Regions from separate parts of the Zea mays genome. Here region 2 is linked to region 1. A link is a contact called in public Hi-C data. All regions are on one chromosome and are shown on one strand. The core of a region is the stretch at or near the end of the contact, and the rest is flanking DNA. Distances in the headings are between cores, read along the strand shown.

Region 1 (4,949 bases), core at 555-3,054:
GCGCGCGGCGGCGTCTGGTGAGAGATAGAGGAGAGAAACAAGGGAGAAGAAGGGGCCCGACCGTTTTAAAAAGGCTATTTTCGGCGGCTAGGGATGGCCGTCGAAAATAGCATACTATTTTCGGCGGCGCTCCCCTAGCCGCCGAAAATAGTGGGGGCCGCCGAAAATGTTTGTAGCTCTTGTTGTGTTCCTTGCAAACATGCCATTGTATTCATCACATCTCTTAGGGAACCATTGGAGAAATATGTTGACATGTATTACTCGGTTGGGAAATTTAGAGCAGCATATCAGATTTTAATCTATGCCATGCCTGACAAGGACCAGTGGCCAGAATCTAATCATGGTTTCTTCATGCACCCACCACTTCTAAAATCTACAGCTAGAAGAAGACATACTCAGTGGTTCAAGAGTTGTACAGAGGCTGGTAGCAGCACTACAAGAAAGAAGGGGTCACACCAGTGCCCTATTTGCAAGGGATATGGCCATAGGTGGTATAACTGTAAGAATGGTGACCCAGATGACATAGCAGCTATGCTAGCTGAGAAGTAAGCCCATGTTTTGTATGCATTTGTTACTATTTGATTTTGTTAATGTCTCATAGTTGTACGTTCATGCAACACAGAGGTCCACCAAAGATAAGGAAGAAAAACATTGAAGCATCACGTGAGAGCACCATTGTGCCTTTCCAATCAACACCTAGAACAATGCATTTTCCACCTAAGTATGCATGTATACTATAATTGTACATGCTTCCACTTGCATTATAAATTGTTGCTTAACTTTTTGTCACTAATTTTAATTTTTCTATTACAGCCAAGGTGCTTCAGCTAGCTTGGGCACAAACCCAGAAAGGTACATGCTCAATATTTGTTGTTCCCATATTATTTTGACCATTGCATGCTATAATTTTGCTCATGTGCACATATGTACATGGCTCAAACCCCCCAGAGGCACTTTCTATTGAGTATCCTATGTTGTCTTTGGGTACAATAACAACATCTACCAGCTCTATGCCAACAAAAGACAAGAAGAAGGCTAAAGGGAAGGCAAAGGCACAAGAGAAGACAAGGAAGAACAAAGTTTCAGTGGCACCTGATAGTACAGCAATGTCTACAAGAAGCACTCCTCAAAGGCAAAGCCCTGCTGCCCACACAAGGAGCAAGAGAAAGCTTCCAGACTTGAATCTGTAGTTGGTCCATATCACTTTGAGATCCCTATCACTTTTGTGTGGCGTGCATTGTGCATGCGTTATTTCGCTTGATAATGTATCTAGTATGTTCTGGAGATCTCTAGGTTCTGTGAGGGCACTTGTAGCTTGGGTGCACCAGTATGACCTATATGGTCTGTGAACAAATGAGATCTATATTCTGTATGGCGTGTGGTCTGTTAACAAAGGGGTATTTTGGTATGTGGACAAATGTTTACCTGCTTATGGATGGTAATGTCATTCAAGGGATCAAAAATTAAAATTGAGGGTATCCAAAGGAACACATATTTTTTGATGGCATTAAAGGTATTGTTATAGCTTTTGATGGCATTGAAGAAATTTTCTCAAAAGAAAAACAGAGCCGAGAGCTAAGAGTATATATGAGGGGTACTGTGCAAATTTAAAAAGAAGCTTCTCTTTCGGTCGCGCTGGGCGCCTAAATTTCCGAGCAAGCAGACTAAAATAAAGCGGCGCGCGGCCGGCCGGCCGGCATCGATCGCCTGGCGACGTACGGAAAAGAGGCCAGCACGCACCACCGCTGCCGGGGCTGCCGCCGGCACACACCCACCCAATCCCGCGCGTGTCTCATGCAGCACCATCGATCGGCCGCGCGCACGCGTCCATCCTTGCATGCCTCCCTACCACCCCCTCCCCATCTCCTCGCCTGCATGCTGCTTCTCCTTTACCGCAGCATCACGCCCACGCCGGCCTCCATGCTCTCGATCGATTATTATATTTCCCACCGCGCGCGCGCGTCCAGATGCTGCCAGAATCCCATCATTCATTTCCATGCCCGGCCGGCCGGCCTGCGTGTTGAAAAGTTGCAGCTAGCACACAGTATCGCTATCATATTCAGGTTCAGCCCTGCAGTTCGTTGCAGTTAGGCTCTGAAACACATGTAGATAGTTAGATAGATGCACACACACACAAATGCATGCGAGGAGGATCATGCATGATGATGAACAGTCGTTGCGCAGTAGAGTGAGTGGAGCACACGCAATCAGACGCGCTGATAGCTCCTGTAATTGCCGCCATCAGTGACATGATGATGATGCTGGCGCGTTCATTAATTCCCTGCAGCTGGCAGATCTCCGATCCCATCCGTCGTCGCTTGCAGTGGCTCAGCGAGAGCCTCTGATGAGCTTAAGCTCTTGTTCAATATGCGCTCATGCATCTCACTGTATTACATCATGCTTACTCGGTGATGATGCATGACGAGACCGGGCAAAATGTTGCTCGCATCGGGAATGATGAGGAATAGTAGTGTATATAATGATGCGCATTTAGTACAGCCTTTTCGATTTGTTTAGTCTTGATGCTCACGGGATCGATGAGAAAGGCTGCAGGCCGGGTGCATCAGCTGCTAATCATCACCTTGTCTTATATTACTCCAGCGATCGATCTAATCTAATCCGATATATGTATGCGGTATGCCTAGCTTTCTAGTTAGTTATGTAAAATGCAGCTAGCAAAAGACACAGGGGTATACTGATACTAGTATACAATAATAATGCCCTAAATAATGCAGAGCACATGTATCTAATGCAGCAGAAAGGCAAAAGAAAGGGTAAAGAGGTATAAGTAGTGTAGTGGGTGTGCATGGGGGCCAACCACAACAGTCTGAACAAACCTCTTGCATTCTGCACCATCCATATGCATATGTGCTTGCTTTCGAGCTCTTTTGGAACAATAATCTGCAGTGGCCCGCCTACACAGTCACTGGACCACCACAGTGAGAACAAGAGAGAGAGAGAGAGCTTTGGTGGTCTGGTCTCTGAAACCCATGTGATCATCATATCCCTGCCCTGGCCACTAAATAATATAATTTCTTGTTTTCCATGAAGGATCTGTTCACGCGATGTAGATCAAGCTTACGAGCATGAAAAGTGGTCAGAACTCCTACTTAATAAGGAGTTCTTGGGATATATATTTGACCCTACTTCTAGTATAGTAACTACATATAATAAACAACTCAGTTGAAAAAGTGGTCAGGTCAACTCTGCTGGCTGGCTGTTGAGGTTTCAGGGTCATACAAACAAGACTGGTGAAAGCTATCTGCTTTACTTGTCATGGCGCCATATCCCCACGATCGAGGACTTTCTTTTCTTGCTTCTTCCTCTTCCTTCAGTGCTAGCTAGTTCTGTACGTCTCTCTGCCCCCTGGGCCTGCGCATCCTCCATTTTGCCGCGAACCATATGCAGACAACGCGCGTCAAAATAACCCTAGTCGTTTACTGCTCTTGTTGGTTTCCTTGGATTCAGCTAGCTGTGCGTGTGCCCCGGCCCCCAAATAAGGTGAGATCTGTCGTCTGAAGGCAGGCATATGATTTGCCTTGATTTCTACACCCAGCAGGCCGGGGGCCGGCTCCATCGAGAGCTCAGGGACACAGAGTTGACATCAGTGTGTATACTTTTTGTACGTTACACTTGAGTGCTTCATCAGCTAGCTGCTAGCTACTCCACTCCTAGTCTCCTACTACTATATATTGCGGTACATGACCATTTGCCAGCTGCTGTAATGACACAGGTGCTATATATATTTCTACAAACCAAAATCAAAGGAAGAAGAAAAAAACCAGCTTGATTATCATATGCTGGATTAAATTATCCAATCATCCCACAATCATGAAATAGTTAACTAGAGTAACGTACGGTAAATGCTTATTATTAATTTTGGATCATGAGTAATTAAACTTTTTTCTACTGTTTGTACGTACTTTAACGTAGCTGGCAGCTAAATCGGGTTTAAAAGCGGTATCTTGGTCTAGCTCAAAAGGGTCACCTAGCTAGCTTTATTTTCCATGCATGAAAAATATGAAAGCTTTGCTCGATCTTTTATAATTTAGAAAGTTCCGCGCGCTGACTTGTTTGCATGGTGTGTGTCTTTGCATAGCTCTGCTGCCGCATTAATTTTGCCGCGCACCACGCAGAGACAGTGCGCATCAAAATGCAAGTTCTGGTGGCAATGCTTTTGTTATTTACTTTGTTCAAACAAAAGAAGGTAAAAATGAGTCGACGAAATGGTACGTAATAAATATCTGCTCAGTTGCAAGGCATGATTTGCCTTATTGGTTGCTTTGCTTCCACCCAGCTAGCGCTGAACGCTTCGAGAGGCAGGGACACATGACAGGTTTGGTACACGTACTCGAGTGCTTCATCTGGCTAGCACCGCTGGTGAGATGAGTAACTTTTACTTAAACCTAGGATATATGATCACTCTTATAGTAGTATTACATCGTGCATCAGGCCACCAGGTTGAACGATACACAGTAAAAAATAGGAGTAGAGGTCAATAAATATTTATATTCCACGAATAAGATATCATTTTTTTTTTTTTGCTGATAAATGGTAAAGGAGAAGTTAGAACCCCTAAGGGACATAATAAATATTTCAGATGATAATATCGTTAACACACAAGAGAGTAATGTCCAAGATGAACTAATTGACAAGAGCCTTATGCTATTAAACTTATTCATCCCTTGTAGTTAAACAGCTTTCATTAAAGAGAGAAATATTATCAGTGGTAAATGGTAATGATTTTTGCATAAAATTTTACTTTTTTTGAAACACAAATGGCGGGAGAGCTCTGTCTTTCATTAAAGAGGGAAAAGGGTTATAGAACAAAGATCACGGATCACAGATCACATACACCAGGAGCACATTATTCTCCTGCTAAATGAGACCCGCCGGGGAAACTAAAAGAAAATAAGTACTGGGGCGTGGGCTGCCATTGCCTTATGTAC
Region 2 (4,727 bases), core at 1,126-3,625, 240 kb before region 1:
CGCCCACAAAGAGCCGGGTCTCTTTCAACCCTAATCCTCCCTTCGCCGACCACAAAGGTCAAGCCCACACAATAATCTTTGCTCAAACGAGCGGGTAATACAAACTTTCTTATGGTCTTCCACAAGATTTGGAGACTCACAAGAGACACCTAGTCGTCTAGGAGCTAGAAGCTCCAAGAGTAATGAATCCACAAAGAACTCGATGTAGTACCAAAGCTCTAATGAAGAAGAGTAAGAGGGATTTAGAGATGAAGCACAAAAACCGCAGCTCTCAAACTCACTCAAAGATTTCTCTCCAAAGATTTGAAATGGGAGAGGCAAGAGATGTGTGAGAGAGAGTGGGAGGTGTTTCTCAAGTTAGAAATGGAGTTTGGGTCGTGCTCTTCACTGTGGGGTGAGAGGTAGGAGTGAGTATATATAGGTGGAGCTCAAAACTAGCCGTTGGGCAGATTTTTCTGCCTCAGACCGGTTGAACCGCCCCTAGGGCGATTGAACCGCCCCTGGCAGGCCTGGCAGTCTGTCTGCCAGTCTGACTGACAGACTGACGCGCAGACTGACCTGCAGACTGGTCAAGTTGACCAAGACCGGTGAACCGCCCCTAAGACCGGTTCAACTGCCTGGGGCAGGCTGACAGACAGTCTGCCAGTCAGACTGGCAGACTGCAAGTCAGACTGCAAAAACAGGTCCTGACACCGGTTGAACCGCCCCTAGGGCCGGTTCAACTGCCTGGGGTCAGACTAGCAGTCAGTCTACCAGTCAGGAGGTCAGACCGGTCAGGTGACCCTGACACCGGTTGAACCTCCCCTAGGACCGGTTCAACCGGTTTTGACCAGTGAGGTCCGGGGAAAATACCCCGGCTGAACTTTCCCTGGACACCAGCTCAGCTGAAAAGCTCCGCTGCAGTTGAAGAAGTTCAGCTGCTTTTCAACAAGAACACTCTAGGTTTCTCAAACCTAACCATGGTCTACCATAGAATGTTAAAGAGATTTTTGTTTTTCAAAAATAGCTTTTGAATATAGAGGTTTGAGCTTTGGCAAACACCAACCTTCTTTTTGGATCCCCCTTTATAGTACGACGATTCCTATACTCAAATTAAATAAAATTAATTAAGTAAACTCCTTGAGTCATTGGTGTCTCATGTGTGATTTCTCCATGGCGTTGCTTCATAAGGATCACAAACATCTTTGTCTCACCTTTTGAAGCAAACACAAATCAAACCCTGTGACTTGTACCATATCACCATATATGAGTTCAAATCATGGCTTCAAGTCACCGTACTGATGCATCAACATGTTATAACTCTTCATAGCTGATTGGTTCATCGACTTAGTGCAAGTACTCTCTTCTTCACCTTAGCCATGGTACCTCGGTCCACAAGCCGTCGCTTGGCCTTCACCTTCGCTTAGTTCCCCGAAGCCCTTTCCTTGCTATCTTCACCCTATCAAGCCATTCTTGAGTCACATCATATTGAGCATCCATTGAGAGAATCATTTCTTCAATATTGTGAACCTTGCTTGAATGTCTTTTAGATATAATTGTTAAGACCAATCAAGCTCTAGTTTGATTCTCATAGAAGCATATATGGACTGATAGTAATATGGTCAAGCCAATTCACGATTCCTCATATCTTATTCACTTTGGTTTGACCAATCCTCTTAATCACTTCATCCTCTATTCTAATCATATGTATGTAGTGATTTCTTAGGTCTTGTCCATATATTCAAACCAATATAGAGATCATATTGTATCCATTTGCATTGTCTTACTGGTTATTTAACCTTGTGTTGAACCTTTGTTCACTGTCATTATACACTATTCAAGTATGTTCATCATACTGAATTTCCTGTTCAATACTTAGCAAACTTGTTAGTCTTTTAAATGTGTTGTTATCCAAATCACCAAAACTCACAAAAAGGATGAATGCACTTTCAGAGACTAAAAGTGACTAGACTTTAGTCACCCCAAACCTCCAACCAAACGGGGCCTAATATTGTATAATCAATTTTTTAAATATAAAAAATAATGTATAAAAAGTGATACTCAAAGGCTTTAGAGTGTTCTCACTTGATCTGTCTAAAAAACCCTAGATTAATCTATTAATTAATAGATCTAATCTATTGGTTATCTCTATCTGTTTCAACGTCTAGAAGAAATAAAAACAGTTACTTATTTAATATTTTTCGCCCGCTAATTCCTTTTTAAATTAAAATATGACAAATAAAAAAGAACTAAGATATTATTATTGCTCCAATCCAGCCCGAAACGGACTCTCCCTCTGCCGCACGGTCCTTCTCCATCCACGCTGGGCCTGCACAATACTGGGCTACCTGGTGCTGCAGTGCACCACTCTGACGCGGGCCAAGTCGGCTGGGCCTCCTGCCCAGACCGCACCTCTTCACAGATCGCGTGCAAACAAGCAGCGAGCGCTATTCCAGCCCACGTCAACAGGCCACCGTGACCGGCGCACGTCGTCAGTACGCAAGAGGAGCAGCAGGCATTCAACTCACGCACATTCCTACTTGTGCATGCATGCAACATGCAATGGCTGCACGTCCATGCAAGAGCTTTTTCCATTTTCCTTTTTTTTTGTGACGGGAGTGGTGAAGCAGGGGACGGTAACCAGTCGAGTAGTATCATTATATATCCGTACCCATAAAAAATCTTACTTATCGGGTTATTCATATACTCTCGCGGATATAATATCTTACCTATACCTATATCCGCGCTGTTAATTTTACACATCACGGGTATAAGTATTAATTTCTTAATATACCAATCACCAGTGGTGGATCTAGGAATTAAAGACAACCTAGACGAGATTATCAACTGCTAATAAAGATTACTCTCGCGGATATAATATCTTACCTATACCTATATCCGCGCTGTTAATTTTACACATCGCGGGTATAAGTATTAATTTCTAATATACCAATCACCAGTGGTGGATCTAGGAATTAAAGACAACCTAGACGAGATTATCAACTGCTAATAAAGATTACTCTCGCGGATATAATATCTTACCTATACCTATATCCGCGCTGTTAATTTTACACATCGCGGGTATAAGTATTAATTTCTATTATACCAATCACCAGTGGTGGATCTAGGAATTAAAGACAACCTAGACGAGATTATCAACTGCTAATAAAGATTATCAGCTGGGCTTAAATATTTAGACTTGTGTGCACCTTTTAGGCGGCAAGGCAGACCAGGCCACAGCCTGTGCTACCTGGGTGGTGAGTCCACCTCTTCCAATCACTCAAAATATCAAATAAATACACAAATATAAGTTTAAATTAAAATATAACAAACCATATGACTACATAAATTGATAGTTAAACAAATGATAATTAGAGAAGGATTTTATTTTGACTAAGATGAATTTTATTAGATGCATGGTTATAGTGGTATGATGCAGGTATATTTTACCTATGTGTATACGGGTATATGTAGTACCAATCCGTATCGGTAGCCATCTACCTAATGGGTAAAAATTCTTACCTATTTTTACTCAGAAAGTGAAGAAATCATCTATAACCATCTTTATATCGAGTAAAATTAAACATGTCGGGTATTCGGGTTTCTTGCCATCTCTAGACTGATGATCCATGTCTGTCTAGCGGTGAAGACACTGTTTTCACCCCACATGCTTTCTCGTAAAAATGCAGCTCTTGAGTCTAGCTTGACCCCTTCCGTTGAAACGAACAACACCGAGGAACACAAATCGCTGACCGAGAAATAAAAATGCTGGTATAGTATAGTACAACTCTTGCATGCAAAGTAAAGAGAGAAGCAGTAGTTTATATATCCGGCGGAAAATCAATGGCAGTGGAAAATGCTGGACCTGTCATCTCTTCAGTATCCCGCACGTTGTTCTTCAGCTCTAAGGTCAAGGTCTCGCTTGCCACGTGTTTTTGTGCCTGATCATAATCAAACTGGAAGACTAGACATGAATTAGTATGCAAAAAACAACGTCTGCCAGGAATTTTGTCCTATCGTGTTGGATTGAACCACATGTTGCATACAGAATAAACTTTTTTTTACCTACCGGTGATAATTCTATGTCTACTTGGTAGCATGATGATTCCACGTGTTTTAAGACATTTTTATCTTACTCGTTTATTGTTAATTGGCTGATATTTAGACCGAGGCGCTTTTAACTAATTTCATCTAATATTCAGCCATTTTAAGCCAATTTATATTATTTAAGTCATTCGATGTTATTTATGCCATTTGATATCGTATTATTTAATTCATTAATTTGATTTTCAGCCATTTTATTATATTCAATCCTTTAATTAGATTTCCAACTGATTTTAAGATGGTTTTAGATTATTTGAATCATTTCTTATGTTTTTAGTTATTTACCTTATTCAGTCTTTTTTCTAAGTTATTTTTTATCAATTGGTAATTTGATAGTTGCATCTAAGTCACTCCTTTTAACTCATAGTATTTAAGACATTTTATTTGCATATAAAGTGGTGTTTAGGTAGAGGGGGCTAAATTTTAGCTCCGTCACATCCGATGTTTGAATACTAGTTAGAGGTATTAAATATAGTCTAATTACAAAAATAAATACACAGATAAGATTTTAATGTTTTAATGGTAAGACGAGTCTATTAAGTCTAACTAGTCCATGATTCGATCATGAGATGCTGGATTTTCTAATCATGGATTAATTATGCTTAATAAATTTATCTCGTTGTTTAGTCTTTACTTATATAATT

Evidence for each region. A called contact is a pair of places that touch in the nucleus more often than the background predicts.
Region 2: a contact with region 1 is called in a Hi-C map of ear, with 2.4 times the contacts expected there. The contact joins two enhancer-like sites. A contact is called at or near these places in 3 of 25 Hi-C or Micro-C datasets (bundle sheath, ear and tassel).

What each region holds. Positions count from the first base shown.
Region 1 is chr4:36,851,401-36,856,349 of Zm-B73-REFERENCE-NAM-5.0, reverse strand. No RefSeq gene overlaps it. Among protein-coding and RNA genes, the nearest start is that of LOC109945496, 7.7 kb to the right of the region's middle. Within about 2 kb of position 1,804, at least 9 of the 20 cell types and tissues checked have an H3K27ac peak or open chromatin away from gene starts, as enhancers often do. A contact at or near this core is called in ear and tassel, where this site is marked.
Region 2 is chr4:37,089,454-37,094,180 of Zm-B73-REFERENCE-NAM-5.0, reverse strand. No RefSeq gene overlaps it. Among protein-coding and RNA genes, the nearest start is that of LOC103653100, 30 kb to the left of the region's middle. Within about 2 kb of position 2,375, at least 17 of the 20 cell types and tissues checked have an H3K27ac peak or open chromatin away from gene starts, as enhancers often do. A contact at or near this core is called in ear and tassel, where this site is marked.